Regions from separate parts of the Mus musculus genome. Here region 1 is linked to region 2. Evidence: chromatin contacts called from public promoter capture Hi-C data. All regions are on one chromosome and are shown on one strand. Each heading gives the region's core, a stretch centred on a gene start, on an enhancer-like site or on the middle of the called end of the contact. The rest is flanking DNA. Distances are from core to core; before and after follow the strand shown. Region 1 holds the start of Lum (lumican). Region 2 holds the start of Nudt4 (nudix (nucleoside diphosphate linked moiety X)-type motif 4).

Region 1 (4,537 bases), core at 1,156-3,655, 2.0 Mb after region 2:
AGAGATAGCGACATTCCTCTACCCACCCGCTTCCTGGGTTCAAAGAGTGCTCATTCAAAGAAAGTCACCCAGAACCTGCAATGCAAATGTGCTATTGTTAGAGGCTCTTAGAAGCTGTCTTGAGAGTTAACAATTACCAGGTATTCCTTGTGACTCTTGTAACTTTACACTTCCTTGTGACTCTTAACTGGTATCTTTGGTATCTTTCAACAACGCCCTCCCCACTTCCTTGAGTTTCGGTTTCTTCCTTTAAATACCCCCTTACCCAGCTACTCGGGGCGCCACGGTCCTCTACCCCTGCGTGGTGTATGACCATGGGCCCGAGAGCGCTCTTGAATAAAAATCCTCTTGCAATTTGCAGCAAGACCCGTTTCTTGTGGGTGATTTTGGGGTGTCGCCTCTCCTGAGTCAGAACGTGGGGGAGTCCTCACGTTGTGGGTCTTTCACCACAATATTCTTATAAATAATAATAATTATTTTTATTAATAGTAATAGTTATAACAATAAATCACACTTAAAAATCTTTCGATTCTGTCAGTTTCAAGCAAGGATAAAACCATCTTTTGTCTTTCAAAAGTCCCATTGGCTACCTTCCTCTAAAAACGGTCTTCCCTACATCTCATGTCATATATACATTGTATAAATATGTATTCACATATTTTTAAAACTTGAATTCCATATATGCAATGAATGTAAGGCATTTATACTAGTGTGAACTTTCCAGGTGAATAAGGTCATGATTATTGACTTGTACCCCTCTCAGGTCTCACTATTAACATTTGAAACACTGGATATGTACTCTGATTTTTGTTTCATTTACATTGTTATGTTGAGATGGGGGTCTCATGAATCCCAGGCAGGATTCAATACACTATGTAGTTGAGGATGAACTTAAATTCCTGCTCTTCCCGTCCCTACCCTTCAAGCACTGGAATTACCTACCTCTGTGTGTTATCACATCTAGTTTATCTGATGCTGGAGATTGAACCCATTTCTTTATTAATGCTACGCTGTACCAACTGAGCTGTGTCTCAAGCTATCTTTAAAGGAAAATAACTAAAATGTAGAACCTATACTGAAACAGCTTGCTCTAAGAGTTTTATAGAATAGGGAACAAAACACCCATGGAAGGAGTTACAGAGGCAAAGTTTGGAGCTAAGATGAAAGACTGGACCATCCAGAGACTGCCCCACTCGGGGATCCATCCCATAATCAGCCACCAAATGCAGACACTATAGCCTATGCCAGCAAAATTTTGTTGAAAGGACCCTGATATAGCTGTCTCTTGTGAGGCTATGCCAGTGTCTGGCAAATACAGAAGTGGATGCTCACAGTCATCTATTGGATGGAATACAGGACCCACAATGGAGGAGCTAGAGAAAGTACCCAAGCAGCTGAAGGGGTCTGAACCCTCTAGGAGGAACAGCAATATGAACTAACCAGTACCCAGAGCTCATGTCTCTAGCTGCATATGTAGCAGAAGATGGCCTAGTCGGCCATCACTGGGAAGAGAGGCCCCTTGGTCTTGCAAACTTTATATGCCCCAGTATAGGGGAACATCAGGGCTAAGAAGTGGGAGTGGGTGGGTAGGGGAGCAGGGCTGGGGGAGGATATAGGGAACTTTTGATATAGCATTTGAAATGTAATTTAAAAATATCTAATTAAAAAATAGAAAGTGAATATTTTAAAATAAAAATATACCCTATAAATATATATAATCTTCTCAAGTAATTAAAGCAATAAGGGCTTGAATAAATTACTCATTTGCTACATTACATACCAGAAAGTGAGTTAGAACACTCTATCAAGCCAGGCCTTTGGACAGACCACAACTTTGGGTGCCTTCCACCTTGGAAAAAAAGTCAGAATAGTCTGGTAACAGAATGAAAAAGATTAGTGACTTGTGATATTTTTAGGATATATTTATGTTATCTTTGTTCTGCTTTTTTTGGCTTTAAAGTATAGAATATAATCTTCAAGTAGGGTTTTGAGTGAGTTCCTGAGGAAATCCACAAATGAAAAACAGGTCAGACCTTGGCTGAGTGGTTCCAGATCTGAAGAACATGAGAAAGAGTTTCCTCAACATGACAAGCTAAAGAAGACATTCACCCTATCAGTTGTCTCAACGTGTATATGAAGCGCTGCTCACAGTACAGAAATGAATGCATCCTTAGGACAAAGAGCAAGCTAACCCAAGTGAATCAAATAAGTAATCCAAGAGGGGTGGCCAAAAAAAAAAAAAAAAAAAAAAAAAGACTCAGTTCCTTTGCGTGTGCTCATTTGCATTTTCCTGAGATTCTTTGCTCTGTTTGTGATTTATGAGGTCTTTACAGGAGCACAAGACTTGGCTGAGCAGATCACAGTTCACCGCCACCACACATGCAGAAGTTCAGAAGTTTGCAGCAGAAACCCTCTCACACCGAACTGCCTCATTTGTAGCAAGCTCGATTCTTAGGGGTTTAATCCAGTAAAGTACTTCTCTCTCTGTCTCTCTCTCTTCCCCCAACCCCGATTCCAGAGTGGAAGGGTCTGTTTTGTCCACCTGCACTTCGTTAGAGAGAAGCTTGCTCAGAGGCAACACCACAAGAGCCCACAGTGACATAACTTCATCCAGAGGCTGGCGTGATTGGGCTGGTCCCCCCCCCCCACCCCCCACGCTCCTCAGCTCTTGTATCACTGAGACTCTGGCAGCCAGTCCCACCCTGACAGAGTTCACAGCATATGTTAGTGGATTCTTGTTCACAGTGTGCCTGTTTAAGAAATTAACGGAAACAGTGTCAAGAGAGTAAGGTAAGTGCTTTTTTTTTTTTTTTTTTTCTTACTATACCCCAGGGGATGCTGAGTCTTGGGGACAGTGTTTAATTTTAACAGGAACAGGAAAAAAAAAGATCTAGAGGAATTTTGCCAATTTGCTATTCAATGACAGTTTTGAACATTTATTTTCACATTTTACCTATTATACTTTCCATCACTATTGGATTAATTTCACTCTGTATGCCAGACTGATTGGCAAGGGAAATTTAAAACGTTCCAAGGTTGCAATGAAAAAAAAAAAAAAAGTTAGACACTCAAAAACGTACAGAAATTAAAATGTTATCTATGCTAATTAGCTACATATTGTTATAATGTTGAAATCTAGTATTGAGACAGAAAAAGGCCACTACCACCAGCAGCAGTCAAGGGGTTTTGCAATAAAATATGTTGTTACAGGTCGCAATAAACATTCTGGGTTATAAAATGTTAGCAGGAGGACTCAGTTACTTGTGTGGATCACTTCTCCGTGTTTTGCTCATTTTAAAGATCTGTGGTTTTGGATATACACCTTAAGGTACATGTTTTTAAAAGTTTCTGGGAAACAATTTACATTTTTGCAGAAAAGCATTTCTTTCATGACCAGAGGTATTTAAAAAAGTAGGGGCCGAATGTATGACTTACCCTCACAGAGGAGGCATTGTATGTTCACAAGGTTGCTTTGATTTCAGACTGTTAAGTTTTACTTTGCCAAAACTGTGGAATAAATTTTTGTTAGTATGCATATTCCATTTAAAAAGTCAAAACTTAAATGAATCAACAGATTCATTTATGTGATTATGTACTGTTACTGTGTTCCTAGTGCTAGGCAGGGCAAATCCTAACTATTCAATTAAAAATTCCCATCAGAATCATGGGCAAGGGCATAATTTATTAGCATTGTGACTGTATCTGAGGTTAGAATTTCAAGTGTATCTTTCATAAAATCTTTTTCAATGTTTCTTTTCCTGAAGTCTGTCATGATTCTAAGCTAAAGCAAAGCATATATATTTAAAATGCATGGTCTCCCAACTTCTACTTCCTCCAAATTACCTGATGCAAATGCTTGTCTCATATTATTTGCATGAAATATCATGCAATGCAGGGTGTAATTGAATGTGGATTCTCTTCATGTTGTTTCACTCACAGGAACATGGGCTTTCTTACAATGCATTCTGTGATTCCCAACTCTTAAGTTCTAGCCTTCTTTTATGCAAATGGCTAGCTTTTCTCTGAATTTCGAATCATTGTTGAATCTCATCTTAGAAATATGTTATGTGAAAATAACTACCAGGAAATTTTTTGAACTTACACTCTCAGCACACATTTCATGAAGCCAACATCACTATTATTTTATTTTTGTTTTGTCTTTTATTCCCTGCCTTCTCCTGCCTCCACTTTCTGAAGGCACTAAAATCTGCATTAGCAAATCATGTTACCTTACAGTTGGCACAAAGAAGATGAACTCATGATTTAAAATGGAGAAGGACTTAGCTTTTAAAGTTGGAGAGAAGGTTATTTTCGTATAATTGGTATCCTTTTTGGTTTGGATATAAAAGCCAACACTGTCTGACGTTTCCCTGTTGGGTAAATATTTGTTCTTCTAAAATTAATTTACTAAATACTAGCTTCAGATACAGCTTCCAATGGATTTTAAAGCAGGGGATGTTAAGCTGCAAATAATGTAAACATCCATCTAAGAATTCAACCCCCTTTCCCCAGAATCCACAACAATAACAAGGCCCCT
Region 2 (4,688 bases), core at 893-3,392:
AAGCTCTCGACCATGGTGCTATCTCCTTTAGCAACGCTTCCAGCAGAAACAATTTCCAAGCACACACACACACACACACACACCAATCCACCTACCTGCTTAAAGTCATTTATGGAGCTCTTGTCAAGACTGCCTTGCCAGACACACAATTTAGATAATTTTGATTTCTCCTATCCTCATAGCTTCCCCTAGGGACACACACAGATACATCCCACCCCCAAACAACCCCCCACACCCCCAGACACCCCCCCCCACATACACACAAAATGGGCCCTGAATTTCCAACTGTGTATTATGGCACAATCTCAAAGGTAACTTAAAAGGCTTTCAAGTTTAGCCTCACAAAACACGGAGCACCCGACTGCTGAGCAGAGGCCCTTTACCAAGAGGCCAGCTTTCTGGGGTAGGAACTACATCCCTAACTATGATTGCTACCTAATTCTGTCATCTGGACAAAGAATTTCTGCTCAAAGCCGTCTTCTCACCTATAAAACAGGGCGGACCAGTACTACCTCCAAGTGCTAAAAGGATTAAATGTAACACTCCCGGGTTGCACCTAACTCATTGTAAACGCTCAGCTAAAAATCCGATAGAGCAGTGAACAGGTCAGACTGGATCCTGGGTCACTATTCGCTATTACATGTTTTTATACTTAGTTTGCCTTGCCCTAGCACGGCACCTCCTTCAAAGACTCCCCCCACCCCATGATAGACTGCATTTAAGGCTTGTTGGCCTTTTTTGTCCTTTGTGCACTTTTAAAAGGTCCTATATTCCGTTCTCTTCTAAGTAGACTCAGCTCAAAGACCTTTCTCTAGAAGTTCCTTCGGGATTTGGGTTTAACACTTAGAAGCTTTCAAATCAACCTTTAAAATAAATAAATAAAAAGCAAAAGCGGTTTAAAGATCCTAACTTTCAAGCACGCGGCTATCTGTTAACCACCACTGAGTGTACGCTGTCATACTTATCATAACTTCAGGGGCTAGCAATAAGGAAGCCATTAGATCCCATCTCCAGTTTTATGCTTGGTGCTTCCCTGGACGCGGCTACAGAAGCAGAACTCAGAACGCTAACTTTTTTTCCTCTATCAGTTCATTTTAGGCGTGGCAGCGCTACAAGATTTCCCCCAGCTACCAAGTGACTGAACTATCCAGAGCAGGATGAAAACGGAATCATTTTAAAACCGAATAGAACTGAAGTGAAATAAAATAGGCTCTCCCAGAGATTACTCCAAAGGTCCCTATCCGTCCAAAGCAGGGCGAAGGGTCGGGTAAAATCACACGCCGCTCCTTCCCAGATGTCAAGTCACACCGCAGAACAGCCTTGAGAAACCAGAAGAGCGAGAGATGGCCGGGCTGAAAAGGGCAACTTCGCCCCGTTCCTGGCCTATCTTGTCCCTTCTGGCGTCATTCCACATCTCTCGCTGGCCATCTTTCGGTCGTCAGAAAAACTTTAAAAGCGGAGTCCGCTTTGCAAAAGGAGGTATCTACGTAATGAAGCCAACAGCTTGCGACCTAATGGGAGGTCTAAAAGGCAGGCTGGCGAACCCCGGAGGCCGATCTCCAGCTCCGGGCGTGGGGGTTGCCGGTGACCCGCAGGCCCGGGCGGTGCAGGGGGGTGCGGGATGAAGCCCGGTCGCCAGCCTTTGTCCCCGCGCTTACCTCGTCCTCCTGCTCGCTGCGGAAGCACAGGCAGGCCGCCCTCTTCTTGAAGCCCTCGCGGTCGTACGTCCGCGTCTGGTTGGGCTTGAACTTCATCCTAGAGCCGGGCTCCTGCAGCCGCTGCTCCGGCCGCCACCGTGGGGACCCGGCCGCCGCCACCCCGCCGGGGAGTCGGGCCGAAGGAAGTCGCGATGCTCGGGCGCCGGTGGGACGGGCGGCGGCGGCGGCACGGACACGGACGGCGAGGCCGGGCGGCCGCCGGGACGCGGGGCGGAACGCGGGTCACTGCAGTCCGGGCGCAGCGGTGGAAGCGCCGCCTCTGCTCCGGCGCCCGCCGCTCTCCATGGAGCCCGCCGCCGCTCGCAGCCACTCCTTGCTTGCACCCGCCGCCGCCGCCGCCGCCGGGGGAAGAGCGCGGCTCGTGGCTCGTGCCACGCGGAGACAGTTGGAAGCGACGGTGCAGACCGGGCAGAGACGCCGAGGATGCGCGCCGCCCCCTTCGCCCGCATTTAAGCGGGGCTCCCGCGCGCGCGCGCCGGCGCGCTCCCTCCTTTGGGCGCGCCAGTGCGCCTGCGCGCCAGGACCGTTGCCGGGCGGGGGTAGGGTGGGGAGCTGGGGGCGCGGCTTCGACCAGCCGGGGGGCGGGGCTCGAGGCCTAAGTCTAGGGCTCCGCCAGCTCTGCCCTGCCCGCGGGCGAGTGCTCCAGAGGCCTTTTTTTTTTGGGGGGGGGGGTGCGCTTTGTACAAGGCCAGGGAAGGGAAGCGAGCAGAGACCTCCTCGTTCTCCGTTTTAGAGGTCCGATAGAGTTCCCTTTAGGGACGGACCCCAGTACTGGGTCCTGGAGCCAAGGTCCCCGGAGCCATGGCAGGACTACTGAAGCATCGCGGTTAGCATTGCTTGTGAAGGCTAGGAAGGTTAAATTCATTGAGTTCTCTCTCTCCTCTCCCCTTCCTTCTCCCTCTCCCCACTTCCTCTGTTTCGATGAGAGTGCTTTTATGTGCTCTTGAAGAGTCAGCTGAGGCTTTGAAGTGGACTATAGCCAGTTGTCTGTGTTGTGGCATCCCCACCTCCGCTGACCCTCCAGAGTGCATTCATGAACACTGGTTATGGCTGTTATTCTGTGTGTATCTCATTCTAAGTAAGGCCATAGCAGTAAATCAGTGGGATGTTTGTTGTCTGGAAGCTTACAGTTTTAGGCACTTGGAACAACTCCCAATATTTCAGTGCTATTGAAGAGCCAAGATAGAAAGTAGGAGACCGGTGGGCAGTGGTGGTGCACGCCTTTAATCCCAGCACTTGGGAGCCAGAGGCAGGCAGATTTCTGAGTTCAAGGCCAACCTGGTCTACAGAGTGAGTTCCAGGACAGCCAGGGCTATACAGAGGAAACTCTGTCTCGAAAACCTAAAACCATAAACCAAAAAAAAAAAAAAAAAAAAGAAAGAAAGAAAGAAAGAAAGAAAGAAAGAAAGAAAAGAAAGAAAAAGAAAAAAAGTAGGAGACCTGACATCACTGGAATTCAAGAAAACCCCTAATCCAAATCAGGTGTGGAATCCCAGGTATGTGATCCCAGCACTTGAGAGCCCAAAACAGAAGGATTCGGAATTCAAGGCCATTCCCTGCCATTTAGAACTGGTGAGACTAGACTGGTCTACATGAGACCCTATTTCAAAACCCGAACTCCTAACCTACAGGAGCTTCACTTCCCACAGAACTGTTTAGACAGCCACATCCGTTTTGTTTTTCATTCCTGGAAGGCCTCCGGTGTGCCAGGCTCTGGCATCTTACAAAACCGGTCAGACCCTGCCCCTCCAGTCGAATAAGAACCTAAGAACAGAGAATTAGTGACCAATCACGGGGCGGAATATTAAATTGATTTGGGAGTAGTGGGTCTCGCAGATCTTTGACCAGAGGGGAAAGAAGCAAGCATCGAAGGCAGCTAAGGCAGCAAGGGGAGGAGGGGCTGAGAAGACAAAAGAGTCAAATTCTCAGGAGCCTAGAACTGGAGTTTATGCAAAGGTCAGGGAGGGGGCAGAGCTCTTAGAAATGAAAGAAGCCAATGTGGCTGTAGAAAGGACCGGAAGCTGATACCGCAAGCAGGGTTGTAAGGCTTCACTGAGACGCATGGTGAGCACTCTTTGGTGCCTGCCTTTCCCCGGAGCCTAGCAGATGCAAGTTTGGAGAGTGAGTTCATGTTGAATAGATGGTTTAAGGAATGAAGCTTCACCACAATTAGAAATCAAGTCTGTACAGAGACATTTTTCCAAGCTGTTCTTACTGAAGCCACTTGAAGTTCAGGATTTACAAACACATTTATTAATCTAGGGATTCCAGTAGGACTGATACCAGGTGCTACTTTTAGATGAGTGCTGTTGATAAAGTGGCCTTTTTATTGTGTTTTATTTGGAGCTAGGGTCTCATGTAGCCCAGGCTGGCCCAGAATTCCTGATCCTATCCTTCAAATGCTGGACTGCAGGAATGTTCCCACATGTCTGGCTTTACGGTAATCCTTTTGAATGGATGAAGAAGAGTCAAGTTCTGCCTGCACAAATTCTTCAATGATCTGGCTTCTAGACGTGGGTGCCCAATAAATTATCGGCTGAACCATATAGTGATTTACTTGTCTCATTTTTTTAATATTTATTTTATGTGTATAGATTTTTGCTTACATGTTTGCATACATACCTGCACCATACATGTGCCTAGTGTCCTTGGAGGACAGACAAGGACATCAGATACTCCTGAAACTGGAGTTAAGAATGGTTGTCAGCCACTGTGTGACTGCTAGGATCTGAAACTGGGGTCTCCTGAAAGAGTTGCAGGTGCTCCTAACCACTGAGCCATCTCTCCATCCCCTTTCTCGTTTATTGGTTCCAGAAGATGTAGCGTGGGCTAGAATTAAGGAAAGGGAAAAGGAAAGATGTTTGGAACCAAGTTGTTGAAGGGAAAAAGCCAGGCAGAGATTTGGTGAATGTAAGCAGGGGACACCGTTTTTTCAGCTTCCAGGCACTGAAAAGAAATATATATATTGGC

Evidence for each region. Promoter capture Hi-C pulls out the DNA fragments that hold promoters and counts their contacts.
Region 1: a contact with region 2 is called in a promoter capture Hi-C map of hippocampal neurons, with 5 times the contacts expected there. The contact joins the promoter of Lum here to the promoter of Nudt4 in region 2. A contact is called at or near these places in 2 of 39 promoter capture datasets (cranial neural crest and hippocampal neurons).

What each region holds. Positions count from the first base shown.
Region 1 is chr10:97,563,096-97,567,632 of GRCm38.p6, forward strand. It overlaps Lum (lumican), which reads left to right and starts at 2,406. Exons shown (of 3, transcript NM_008524.2): 1 at 2,406-2,790.
Region 2 is chr10:95,562,004-95,566,691 of GRCm38.p6, forward strand. Nudt4 (nudix (nucleoside diphosphate linked moiety X)-type motif 4) reads right to left here and starts at 2,143. Exons shown (of 5, transcript NM_027722.5): 1 at 1,659-2,143. The coding sequence starts at 1,754.